Regions from separate parts of the Rattus norvegicus genome. Here region 2 is linked to region 1. The links are chromatin contacts, called in public Hi-C maps. All regions are on one chromosome and are shown on one strand. The core of a region is the stretch at or near the end of the contact, and the rest is flanking DNA. Distances in the headings are between cores, read along the strand shown.

The links. Hi-C and Micro-C count contacts between places; a contact is called where the count stands out from the background.
Region 2: a Hi-C map of the A7r5 cell line shows a contact between it and region 1, with 1.5 times the contacts expected there. The contact joins two enhancer-like sites. A contact is called at or near these places in 2 of 12 Hi-C or Micro-C datasets (the A7r5 cell line and hepatocytes).

The regions. Positions count from the first base shown.
Region 1 is chr13:79,679,983-79,685,826 of GRCr8, reverse strand. Dpt (dermatopontin) reads right to left here. Exons shown (of 4, transcript NM_001401366.1): 3 at 5,374-5,481; 4 at 1,068-2,166. The coding sequence ends at 2,100. LOC102546371 (a long non-coding RNA gene) reads left to right here. Exons shown (of 8, transcript XR_010057087.1): 4 at 2,593-2,692; 5 at 2,789-2,972. Among named protein-coding and RNA genes, the nearest start is that of Dpt, 27 kb to the right of the region's middle. Within about 2 kb of position 4,401, at least 5 of the 93 cell types and tissues checked have an H3K27ac peak or open chromatin away from gene starts, as enhancers often do. A contact at or near this core is called in the A7r5 cell line, where this site is marked.
Region 2 is chr13:79,743,299-79,748,964 of GRCr8, reverse strand. The region is part of intron 1 of LOC102546371 (a long non-coding RNA gene); the gene reads left to right. LOC108352565 (a long non-coding RNA gene) reads right to left here. Exons shown (of 3, transcript XR_001840891.3): 3 at 1-2,154. Among named protein-coding and RNA genes, the nearest start is that of Xcl1, 39 kb to the left of the region's middle. Within about 2 kb of position 2,259, at least 10 of the 93 cell types and tissues checked have an H3K27ac peak or open chromatin away from gene starts, as enhancers often do. A contact at or near this core is called in the A7r5 cell line, where this site is marked.

The DNA.
Region 1 (5,844 bases), core at 3,152-5,651:
GAGTTTCAGCTCTTGCTGACTGACAGATAATAAGAAACGCAAATGATCCATATCCAGACCAAACTGACGATGTCTTTCCTGGCATGATCCTTGGCTTGGACACAAAGGGATTTTTTTGTAGAAGCCCCTTTTATTCCATCTGGCACAGGCTCCTATTACTGGACGGCCTTCTGTTCTTTCCTTGACTTGTGCTTTTCACAGTCGCCTGACAGCTCCGTCAGCCACAGGCCTCTCCACCCCACATCCCATCCTCCTACCAACTCTTGTTGCTACCACGGATGTGGCTATGGAGTGAACCAATCTGCACTGTTTGTCTCCCTTCCTGCTGGGCTCCACATGAACCCAACTAAGGCCATTTCCTGGTTGTCATCCTGCACCAGCACTGCAAATGCTAAAATATTAATGGCACCCTCTGTGAAAAATGACACCAGGAAGCTTCTCATTATAAATTAAAACTGCAGAGAAGCAGAAGCAAGGAAATAACAAAACTCAGCAGAAAGACCTCATCAAAGAGTTCTTAAGAATTAAGACAAAGAAGTCCATCTTCGGTTCTGTCTTGCCCATCCCAAAGCTGGGAGCTCACTGAGGGAAATGTAGCCACTGTTGATGGAAATGTGCTATTTCGCCACCTACCTGGGGTATATACAAAGTGTCCCCACTGGGGATTTGCCCATCTGGCACCTTTTCTGGGCCTATCCAGGGAGAAGATGAGGGAAAGGTAGCAGAGTTGAGAAAAGAACAAGTGATATAGGTAAAGGAAGTATGAGTTCCCTATGGCTACAATTTCAGGAGACATATCGGGTCATGTGATATATTGGGTAAAGCAGCTAGATTTAAAGCCAAAGAAACACAGTTCCATCCTTTGTCTGATCTTTAGGTGACCACTTGCCACTTGGTGACCACTTTCCGCTTTGTGTTCTAATAGTCAGATTCCTCCAATCACCACACATGGCTCCCTCACCATTGTCTTCAAGCCTTCTCCCAATCACAGTGTGACCGTGTGTTTTCAGAGTGAGTTCATGGATGATCAAAAGGGGAGCGTAGGGGACACAAATTGGCCTTTGATATCTATAGCACAGTGAATATTGTTACCTTTATTTTTTTTTTAAAGAAGGAGCTACAAATGGCTAGGGACATATTACAGGGGGAGGAAAGATGGTGTTATCTCTGCAGAATGCACTTTCATGCTCCACGGGAAAGGGAGGAGGAACCTCAGGACCAATCTAGAGACGTGTAAGCAACATCTCTGTGGCTTCTGGGGATATGGCCGAACACCGGATGTGTCTCAAACTGTGGATAACCCAAGATCCCTTCTTCCCTTGCCACTCCTGTCTACCCAGGTTCCCAATCTGAGTCCTATCCACTTTTCTTTCTTTCTCTGTTTCTGTCTTGAGACTGATTCCCACAAGTTTTCCTGGCCCTCATATTCATTCTCATTGTTGGGTCTACTGACATATGTCTTTGAATCAAGGAAGTTCTTTCAGCCTAAAATCTTTCAGCTAGGTCCTCAAGCCCCCCTCCCACTCCCCCTTTCACCTCCAAGTCCCCTCTCTTCTGAAGCACATAGATCTTCACTGGAACTTCTAAGTGTATGTGGCTCTTGTGGAAGGAGAGAGTAGGTACATGTTCCCTCAAGACAGAGAGTGCTCCCACCACCCCAGGTGAGATCTCTGGGTGTTGTCATTCAAACAGGCTTAGCTATAGAGAACCTTTATCCCCACCTCTCTCAAGCGCCTCCCCCTCCCCCTCCAAGTTTATTAAGCTGAATCTGAAGCTGAGTTATAGTGCGAGCCCAGCAAGGCTGGGACAGGTGCTCTGGGCAGCAGGCTGTAAGCTGTACATGTGCTATGCAAGGAAACTGTCATCAGCAACTGGAGATGCTTGTTTCGGAATGTGTTGAAAGGGAGAAACAAGGCTTAATTGTGGGTTTATTTATACGTGTGATCGTGGTGACAAAGGCCTAGGCAGCTGACACTATAGCTCCCATCCCAGGGAAGAGAGCAAAAAAAAAAGTGCAGTTGTTCTAATTAATATTAGCAGATGTGATATGACACCCTCAGGACCCTTGCCCTTCACCCGGACTTCTGTACGTGGCGAATCTAAACGTTTTCGAATTCACAGTCATAGTCAGTCATCCGGCACATTATGAACTTCCACTGGCGATCCCTGTAGGAGGAGAGCCAAAAGAGGAAAGTTAGAGAGTGTAGAAAGATGGCTCCTGGGGAAAAGCACTGCTGGGCTTTGGCAGGATTTGGAGCTGTGGGGATTCTCACCTTGAACTCAGAAGACTTTGATAAAGTCCCCAGAGAACTGATGAATCTGTAAGGTTAGATTGCCCGTTGCTGGTTATAGGGCACATGGAGGAATAGGCTTAGTGTGATAAGACTTGCTTTAAAGGATTACCAGTGAAAGGTGATGATGTCAGATTTTGAGGGTGCGGGACTCAAAAATTGGTCTTTCTCTTGTACTATGCTGTGTCCCTTGCCAAGTGTCCTTAATGCCACCAGGGATACAACTGTCATGCTCTTGGCCTTAACCCAATAAAGTGTGGTACTACTTTATCCATATTCAACTGAGCAATTTCTTCCACAGCACGGTCCTTCCTCCTCCTCCTCTTTGAACCTGACAGGCTTATTCCTGAGTCTTAAACACCGATGGCTGACAGCGCTGGCGTCCAGCTTCTGAATGGGAAGTATGTGGGGATGACCATGCTATTCTGAGTGGGGGGAAGGGGATGGTGAGCAAATAGGTCAAGGCCGGCTTTCTCATTCTGAGCCTGTTTTTCCAGCTTGTCCTATGCAGTGCATTCCCTGGAACATCTTTAAGGAATGAGTTATGTATTGATATTCGTTCCTGTAAAGTCATCCACAGCGGATATGGTTTACTTGAGAGGATTAGCACACTGGTGCTGTGCGTTTTCCAAGTGAATTTAATGACCACAGCTAAGACCCGTGCATCTACGCATGAAGACGGTAAGAACGAGCCTGTGGCCAGGCATCTGTGATGGAGGTTTGAGAGGCAGTGAATGGAAACTGAGAAAAATTTAGACTTGATCCTGAAAGAATCAAGGGGACTAGCCAGGTTCTGTTTCCCATGACGGACAGTAGCTTTCAACTAGGGGCTAAGTGACTCCATGATACATTTGGCAATGGCTGCAAAGAGTTTTGCCTGTCACCCCGAAGGGAGATAGATACCAGTGGCACTTGGTGGATGGGGCTAACACCTAGAATCACTGGACAGGCTCTTGCAACAGAGAATTATCTGGCCCCAGGGTGAGAAACCATTCCAGGAGGGACATACACAAGTGAGTTTTGTATGGAAGGGAAGGGAAGGGAAGTCCTTGCTCTGATGGTATTTGTCCAGTGGGACTGGGGGTGAGCACCCCATCTTCGACAGAAATAAAGAGACTAAAACTGTGGATTTCCAAACCACTAATTGCATCAAAACTGCATGGGCCTGCTAATTTTATGTATGCTACTTTTATTTTTATCTGGAGGGAGGCAGAAGTCATTTTAAAATAATTCAGAGACACTATACCTCTGTCTTCAGCGGTTCTGTACAATTTATGTAGCTAATCATTGCCAAGTCAGACAGAATCGGCCATTTTAACTGCCAAAAAATATTTATTTAGCACCAATTTTAAGTGATAGTCATTCATTCTTTACAGTTTCCATTTTTTTTTGTTATATTTTTAACCAGAAAACTCAGAACCAATGTCCCCTTTAACCTGGGAATCTTTAGGAACACTTGATCCGGGCACAAAGTTTTCTGAACTTTGGCAGACACTTTGGTACTCAATGACATTGGATTTCTATACTCTGTGAGTTCTTGGGTCTCTCTCTTCTTAAATATTCTCACTGTGTGGTATACCACTCAGTTGTTCCCCTCATTAGGATGTATTTATCCAACCACAGCTTTTAGAAAACAGGTAACTAAGTAAGTTAAAACCCCATCTCAAACAGAAACAGGCTACATATGAAACTGAGGTGTTCTGTAGAGAAACCAGAATCTTGGGACCTAGAACCTGGTACATACAATGTGCTCATCCAGAGCTTTCTTTGTGCCTTTAAGCTTTGTGTTTCTTAATAAATAAGTTAACTGCAGCTAAGTGAGATGCAACTTCATTTGGAAGCCTGTACACAAAAGGAAACGGCACTCAAGTTGCTCAGAGTCTGTTAGCAACTGAGGTTTTACTTTCTGTTTTATTTGGTTTGCAAAACATGTGTGGGTAATCTTCCTGGAATTAATTTTTGTGTGACATTATTATCACTGGATTAAAGTTAGTCAAATCGTCTCTTAACTTTTGAACTTCTCCATAGTTTCCCATGAATTAATAGAATAACCACAAGATCCCCAATGATGATCATGTCTACAGGAATTTTTGAGTCTTGTTTTCTTAGGGTTTTAACCTACTCTAGAGAGGCCTACAAAGGAATGCTGGGAGGAGCAGGGGCGAGGTGCAAGTGAGTGCTGTTTTTCTTAAGTTATTTAGATGTCTTTTCCCTTAAGGATTCTGACTTCATCACGTAATGGTTCCCCCCGTTTCATTTTTAGTTGTGATTAGTTAGACACTGTGGTCTGCATGTTAACGTCTGTTATGAAATCTGTGTGCTGCAAACTAATGTCCAATGTAATCATAGCACTAAGTAGTACTAAGAGGTAAGGGTTGGGAGCTGATTATATCAAAAATATGCTGTCCTCAGGAATGGTTTTAGTGCCTTTGGAACTAGGTTCAGTTCAGCTGTGTGGGGACACAGTGAGATGGTCTGTCTTCGAAGCAAAGATCAGTCCTCACTACATATCTCCTGCTACCTTGATCTTGAAGTTCCCAGTCTCTGGGACAGTAGATTTCTGAGTTTTATAAGTTGTCTAGTCTGTGTTATGCCAGACTGAATGTATGGAGAGAATGGATTTTGTGTGTTCTTCCTTGTGAAAACCTCCTCTTCCTTTCTTCCTCCCTACGATTCTAAGTGGGGAACACACACAGGTACAGGACTAGAAGGGCTCCAATTTGAGAGTGAATACCCTTCCAGCCATCTCAACCTTTCCTTGTCATGTCAATCGGTGTCTGAGTTTGACTGCAAAAATTGTTTCGAACATCAAGGAATGCCCATGCCAAGTTCAAGGCTGCTGTTGTACTCGAGTAGGTTGGTGTCTGTCCTTCTTGTCGAGGTCACACTGCCTTGTGAGGCAAGTTTCCAAGACTTCTCACTTCTCACTGGATCCTGCCACCTAACCAAACCCACAGCCAATCCTTGACTGAGTGGAAAGATAGATTATTGGGGTATCAGGTCCACGGTCAGGGCCCCAGCAAGCAGTGAATGCACACAGTCGCTAGCCCTGAGGTCACCGGACAGGGGTTGGCCCTCTCACCTTTCCACTGCAGAGAAAGTGGTTGTTGCTCCTCTCATATAGAAATCATAGTCATAGGAAATCATGTCCATGTCTTCGCCGTAGTGGCCTGGGTACTCGGTTGTCATCCTGTGGAGAGAGAACAAAGGGTTGGAGCAGATGAAAGGTCAACGTGAAGGAGATCTTGGGAAACTGCATCCGAAGTTCGGTGGTTTCTGCCAAGCCACAGTGATAGAGATCTTCTTCTATTTCTCTACTTCCTTTCTCTCGCCATTGAACTATACACTGAGCATGTGCGGCAGCAGCAGCTGCAACTGTAGCTGTCACATGTGCAGAAACCTCTCCTGTCTTTGAATTATTTGAATTATTTGTATTTGAATTGTTATATGCTGAATTGTTTCCATCCTATTCAAGTCAGCCAGGGTGCTGTGTCAAATCAGATCATGACTCATTGTTAGATCATAAAATCGATTGAACTGACTATGACTAGGT
Region 2 (5,666 bases), core at 1,010-3,509, 65 kb before region 1:
AGACTGGTTCCTTTGTTCTCTTCCCTTTCCTATTTGTTTTTGTAGCAAACAAAACTCTTGAGACTCTCCACTGTTCACTGTGACTCAATCCTGGATGAGATCTGAGGTTCAAAGGCACACAGCATTTTCTTCAGAACTTCTGCTCTTCCTGCCAGTCAGCACTCATTTGGAAGGCTGACCTTTGACCATAATGGCAGCGTAAGCACTGAAATGTGTCCCAAGTCAGTTCAGCAGCTACTCGGTGCAAGATGACCAGCTGCGGTTATACCATAGAGGACTTTGGGAACCCTTGGGGGTCCTCAGTCCAGCAGAACCTAGTGTGAGTAGCACTAGTTCTGTTTGCCAGAGAAAGAGATAGATCTGGGGTTTTTTCAAATTAAAAAAAAAATAGATGCAAGGAAGCATCTGGAGAAAAAGCAAAGTTTACATTTACCATTTAAAATAGGCTTAAGATAACAATTGTTCTCTCTCCCCTCCAATCTCATAGAGTACCTAAGACCGAACAGCTAATGATCTGGATGTGTTAATGTCTTCATCTCTCTAAGCAGGAATAGCAATATTAATGGTTTTTCAGTGTGGCATTAATACCTGGACATGTATGAGATAGCATGTCATATAGCAAAGCTTTGTACACACTAGAAAATGAGACACTGATGACTTCCTTTTGTTCTGTGACTAGAGCAGAACTAATTATTGTTCCTTTGTCAGAATGTAAAGAAAATATTTATGAGTAAAGAACAAAATTTAATGGAGTAATTAATGAGGTTCTTTTGTAGAGGTGGCATCTGGGCTCATGAGCATATCACAGAAGTGATGTGTGGATAGCAGGTGACAGGAGGACATGTGATGTCACATGAGATGTCCCATGAGATCCCTCAGCCAACCCAGCACCTAGCCAAGCCACTTTCCTTCAAAGAACCTTATTTATTTGTTTATTTGTTTGTTTGTTTATTTTAAAGATATGCAAGACAGGGTCTTGCTATGTAGCCCAAGTTGGCTTTGAACACTGGATCCCCTTATCTTAGGCTCCCGGGAGCGGAAATTACAGGCCATGTGCCACCATGCTTAGCTAGAACCTTGCTTGTTGATGTAGGAAACAGATGAAATAGTATCTTATCCTTGACACCGTAGCTGAGGCTAAATGGAGCAATGTAGATTGTGCACCTGAATGGTGTTTAGTATGTAGTATGCTTACAGGAAGGCTGTGATAGGTACTTTTGATTCTGAACGTGGAGAAATCTTCACTGTTCTTCATGTTTTGAAGTCCTCTTTATCTAGGTAGGACCAGTTTGCCCATGGCCTCTGCAGGCCTCCATTCCAGATTTGAGGTTTTAATACATCTATGATTCTTGTAGAACAAAACAGACATAGTGAGCACCCCACTAAATATTTTTAGGATTGAGAATTCTTTCCAATTTTCACAGCAGAGAAAGCTGCCACCATTTGGAAGGCTCTCACTTATCTTGTCCCCTCAATTTTATCTATTAGGATGCTGGGGGTAATATACAGAAGAGACTCCGATGTGGGTAGAACTCTGCTAGATTACTGTTTCTGCAAGTGGCATAGCATATGTTAGGAGCAGCTAAGATTAACTTATCCATTATTATTTCTGAAGATGTCACTGTCGTCATTAACACAGAGACCCTGTCTCCCCTGCTCATAGTCTAGGGAGACAGGACACATACACAGAGAATGACATCTGATGTTGCAAGATGAATGATATTTAGCAACCCTCGCTTAATTCCACAGCACAAGGTTGGCACACTCAGATCCAATAAAAACTTTAGAACATTGTCTGGGTGTGGCGAGAGAGAGTTGGCTGTGCCTAAGAAACCGTACACTATTTCCTGTACCAGCTGATCAAAGAAAAGAGCAGCTAAGAGCCCCACGAAGGAATGAAAGCAATGAATGCTGCTTCCTTCCTAGGGTAAGGTAGCATGTTGTGAAACTGTTTCTGAAACCCCGAGGACAAGTGTCAGCCACTGGGTCGCCAGCATCTCAGACTTGGTTCAGGGAATGACCGTGGTGGGGGTTGGTGGGGTCAGCCTCTGGCAGTTCAGCTGTTCCTGGGTTTTTCTTTGTTACCAGCTGAGGCTCTTGTTATCCACATCCAAGAAGAGAGAAATGGAAGCTGGGATTACACGCGGCATCATGCTGTAATGAAAGGAAAAGTCTTCAAGTCCAGGCTTTCACACACACAGCTCTGTGGCCTTTCCCAGTTTATCTCTGTGACTGTCTCTTAACGACAGTTGGTAGGACTGGAGATGACGTAACATACTGACTACCTATTCACTGACTCACAACACCATGAAGCACTGTGTGGCCATACAAACTCATTCTTTCAGACCACAATTAAAAAAACCCAAAAACCAAAAAAACAACCAAACCTTAACCAGGACACTTTCTGTTAAAATGTTCCAATCATATGTAGTTCTGAGCATTGGCCTCACAGAACGATTCTTGGCCCAGACCACATCTTATGAATTGTTAACTTTGCCTTCCTTTGGTTCTAAGTCTGCTTCCTATATCTCAATCCTCAGTTTAGAAGGTTCTAGAACCCATCCTTAGGGGAAGAGCTGGGACCTGGGAAGACTATTACCCACTCATGTCTACTGTGGAGCAAATTAATCAAGGGCATATGTCCCAGACAGTGGGTTAGTGATGTCATCTGCCTTCACAAAGAGTAACTTATTTTTTTTTTTTTTTGGTTCTTTTTTTCGGAGCTGGGGACCGAACCCAGGGCCTTGCGCTTCCTAGGTAAGCGCTCTACCACTGAGCTAAATCCCCAGCCCCAAGAGTAACTTATTAATGTCTCAGTGACTCACACTGTATGACTCTCCAGGCATTTGCTAGAGGATAAGTATAGGATCAGATGAACAAGAATATACGGAGACGGAGACGGAAAGCATTTTAAATGGGGCAGTGGCTTGGAGAGAGAAACAGAGGTCAGCTATGCTGAAGGTAGGGGAGAGAGGGACTGACTGAGAGCTAGACAAGAGCAAGGGAAAGTAAAGAGATCTATTCAGAAGGGGGTGGTGGTGTGGACATTAAACGAGAAAAGAAAACATGGCCGGGGGAAAGTGGAAAGAAGTACCGTTACATGTCATTGCATGCCGTTATATGTCATCAAGTGTCATTATATGATCAAAACCTGAGTTGCTGGAATGATCAATTAAAGAAAGTTAGAATTTCTCAGTATATCTTCAGATCAGTTCGGTCTCAGAAGGAAGATGTTTAGGAATATCTGATTCAGGGATGAGAGGTTTTGTGAATCTGGTGAAATCCATGGTAAAAAAGAAAGGATAAGTTTAAATTCCAACTGTTCTGTATAGGAACCTAAAGCCGATCTGTCTTAGGAGACCTTGCTTTATGTAGGCATGGGAATTCATGTGAGAGAGGGATGAGTAGATTATGGTAGCTATCCTGGTGGGTTTGAGATCAAAGAATCTAGTCTTCAGATCTTCTCTGTTACATGGATGTCACTTTTTAAACGTTTGCATATGTGTCTGCTTCTGTATGTTTACACATGTGTTTGCATATGTGATTATGTGTATATTTGGTGTGTACATGTATTTGTGTACAAGGGTCAGTGAATGTGTATGTGCCTAGGTCAGCGTGTGTCTATGCATGTTTGTGTGATTGCATGCCTCTATGTATGATTCTGTATGTGTTTGTGCATATGTATGAATATGCTTGTCTATACTTGTCTATGTGTGTGACTGTGCATATGTCTGTTGTCTGTATAGATACAGGTGTGTATTTGTATTGCATATTTATGCATTTATGTATGTCTTTGAGTATGTCATGTATATATGCATTTGCATGTTCCTGTTTGCCTTTGCATTTCTCTGTATATGTATTTGAATGAGGGGAGGGTATTTACATATGCATTTGTATATGTGTGTGTGTGTGCATTTTTCTTTGGTGTGCATTCGTGCTTATGTCCCTCTGCCTAGGTATATGCACATATGTTTGTATAATTGTATGGGAATTCCCATGTTTAGCTATGTGTGTTGGTGTGTGTGTGTGTTTGCATGCATGTTTGTGTGTGCATGTGTTTTTGTGTGCGCAAATGTTTGTACTTGTGTTTATGTGTGTGTTTATTATGTGCATGCATTTGTGTTTGTGTGCTAGTGTGTCCTTTTTCAGTGGTCTTCATGTATGTTTGTGTGTGTGTCTGTATTTGTGCTTATGTCTGTGTGTGTGGGAATTTATTGATTATGCTTTTGTTTGTAGGCACATGTGTGTATTTGTGGGTGTTTGTGTGCATACATGCGTGTTTGTATATGTTCATGCATTTCTGTGTGTATGCATGTGTGTGCCTTTGTGTATGGTTATGTGTGTATGTTTGTGTGTGCATGCATGTGTTTGTATGTGTGTGTATATGAATGAATGTATTGTGTATATGCATGTGTATGTTGTATGTGTGAAGGATTTCAGGGAGTGTTTGTTTTGAGGCAGCATTTCACTGTGTACTCTGGATGGCTCACTATGTAGACCAGAGACTGGCCTTGAATTCCCAAGTGCTGGGATTAAAAGCATGCACCACCACACTAAGCATGTGTGCATGTCTGCATGCACGAGTATGCTTATGTGTCTTACATATGTTTGTACCCCCAACAGTAATTCCTGATAGCAAAAAAAAAGTCAGGATAGCATCTAAATGAACACTACCTCATTCAGAATTTTTAAAAACTTAAGGGAAGTAGAAGTTGTGTTCCCCAGGGTTTCTACAAAGGAGGAGATGTATGAGGAGAGCCAAGCTCCCCAGACTGTTAGGAATGGGAACACTGAAGTTTCAGTGTGGCTCACATGACCTAGCTTCCTTGTGTCCCCACAGCAGTAGGCATTTGTGGATTCCCTCTCCTGTCCCTCTGCTGGTCTCTGTGGCACTGCTTGTCACCCTCTAGTCTTTTTCCTTCACAGAATCTGTCTGCTTAACACTTTCATTTCTGTGTTCTTCCCTGAATTCTTGCTTCCTCCTTTTTTTTTTTTTTTTTTTTAGCTTTAAGCACTGACCTATTTGAGAGGATCCAGACTGCCCTCAAGAGTCACTGGCAGGTCCACTTTCTCTGTTGCTTATGATGGACCCTTTGTGACCGCTGCAGTGGCTGCCCCGAGACCTGGGTCCATCCCCACTCAGCCTCTGCGTCTGTTATGTAGTTGACATCAGAGCATGTCTGTTTCTTCGTGTGACACATATTGGGCCTGAAAGGTTTACAGAGCTTGACTTCACATACATTGTGCCTATGTATATTGTATTCTCGTGTGTGTGTGTGTGTGTGTGTGTGTGTGTGTGTAGAGGCCAGAGGTTGATGCTGGGTATCTTCCACATTAATCTCTATCATTTGCAAACACTTTATTAATTATTGCTATTAGCTCTGTATGATATATGTGGGGTGCAGATCAGAGGACAACTTTGTGGAGTCACTTCTCTCCTTATATCTTTAACTGAATTCCAGGGATCAAAGAAAGGCTGTCAGCAAGTGTTTTTACCTGCCAAGCCATACAGCCAGCCCCACCTCTACCTTTGTTTTTAAAAGAGTCCTTAAATCTGTAGCTCGCTGACCTCACCAGGCTGGCTGGTAGGTGAATTCCAGGAATACACCTGCTGCCTCCCCTGCACTGGGCACTGGTATTTTAGGTACGTGTCACTATGCCTGACT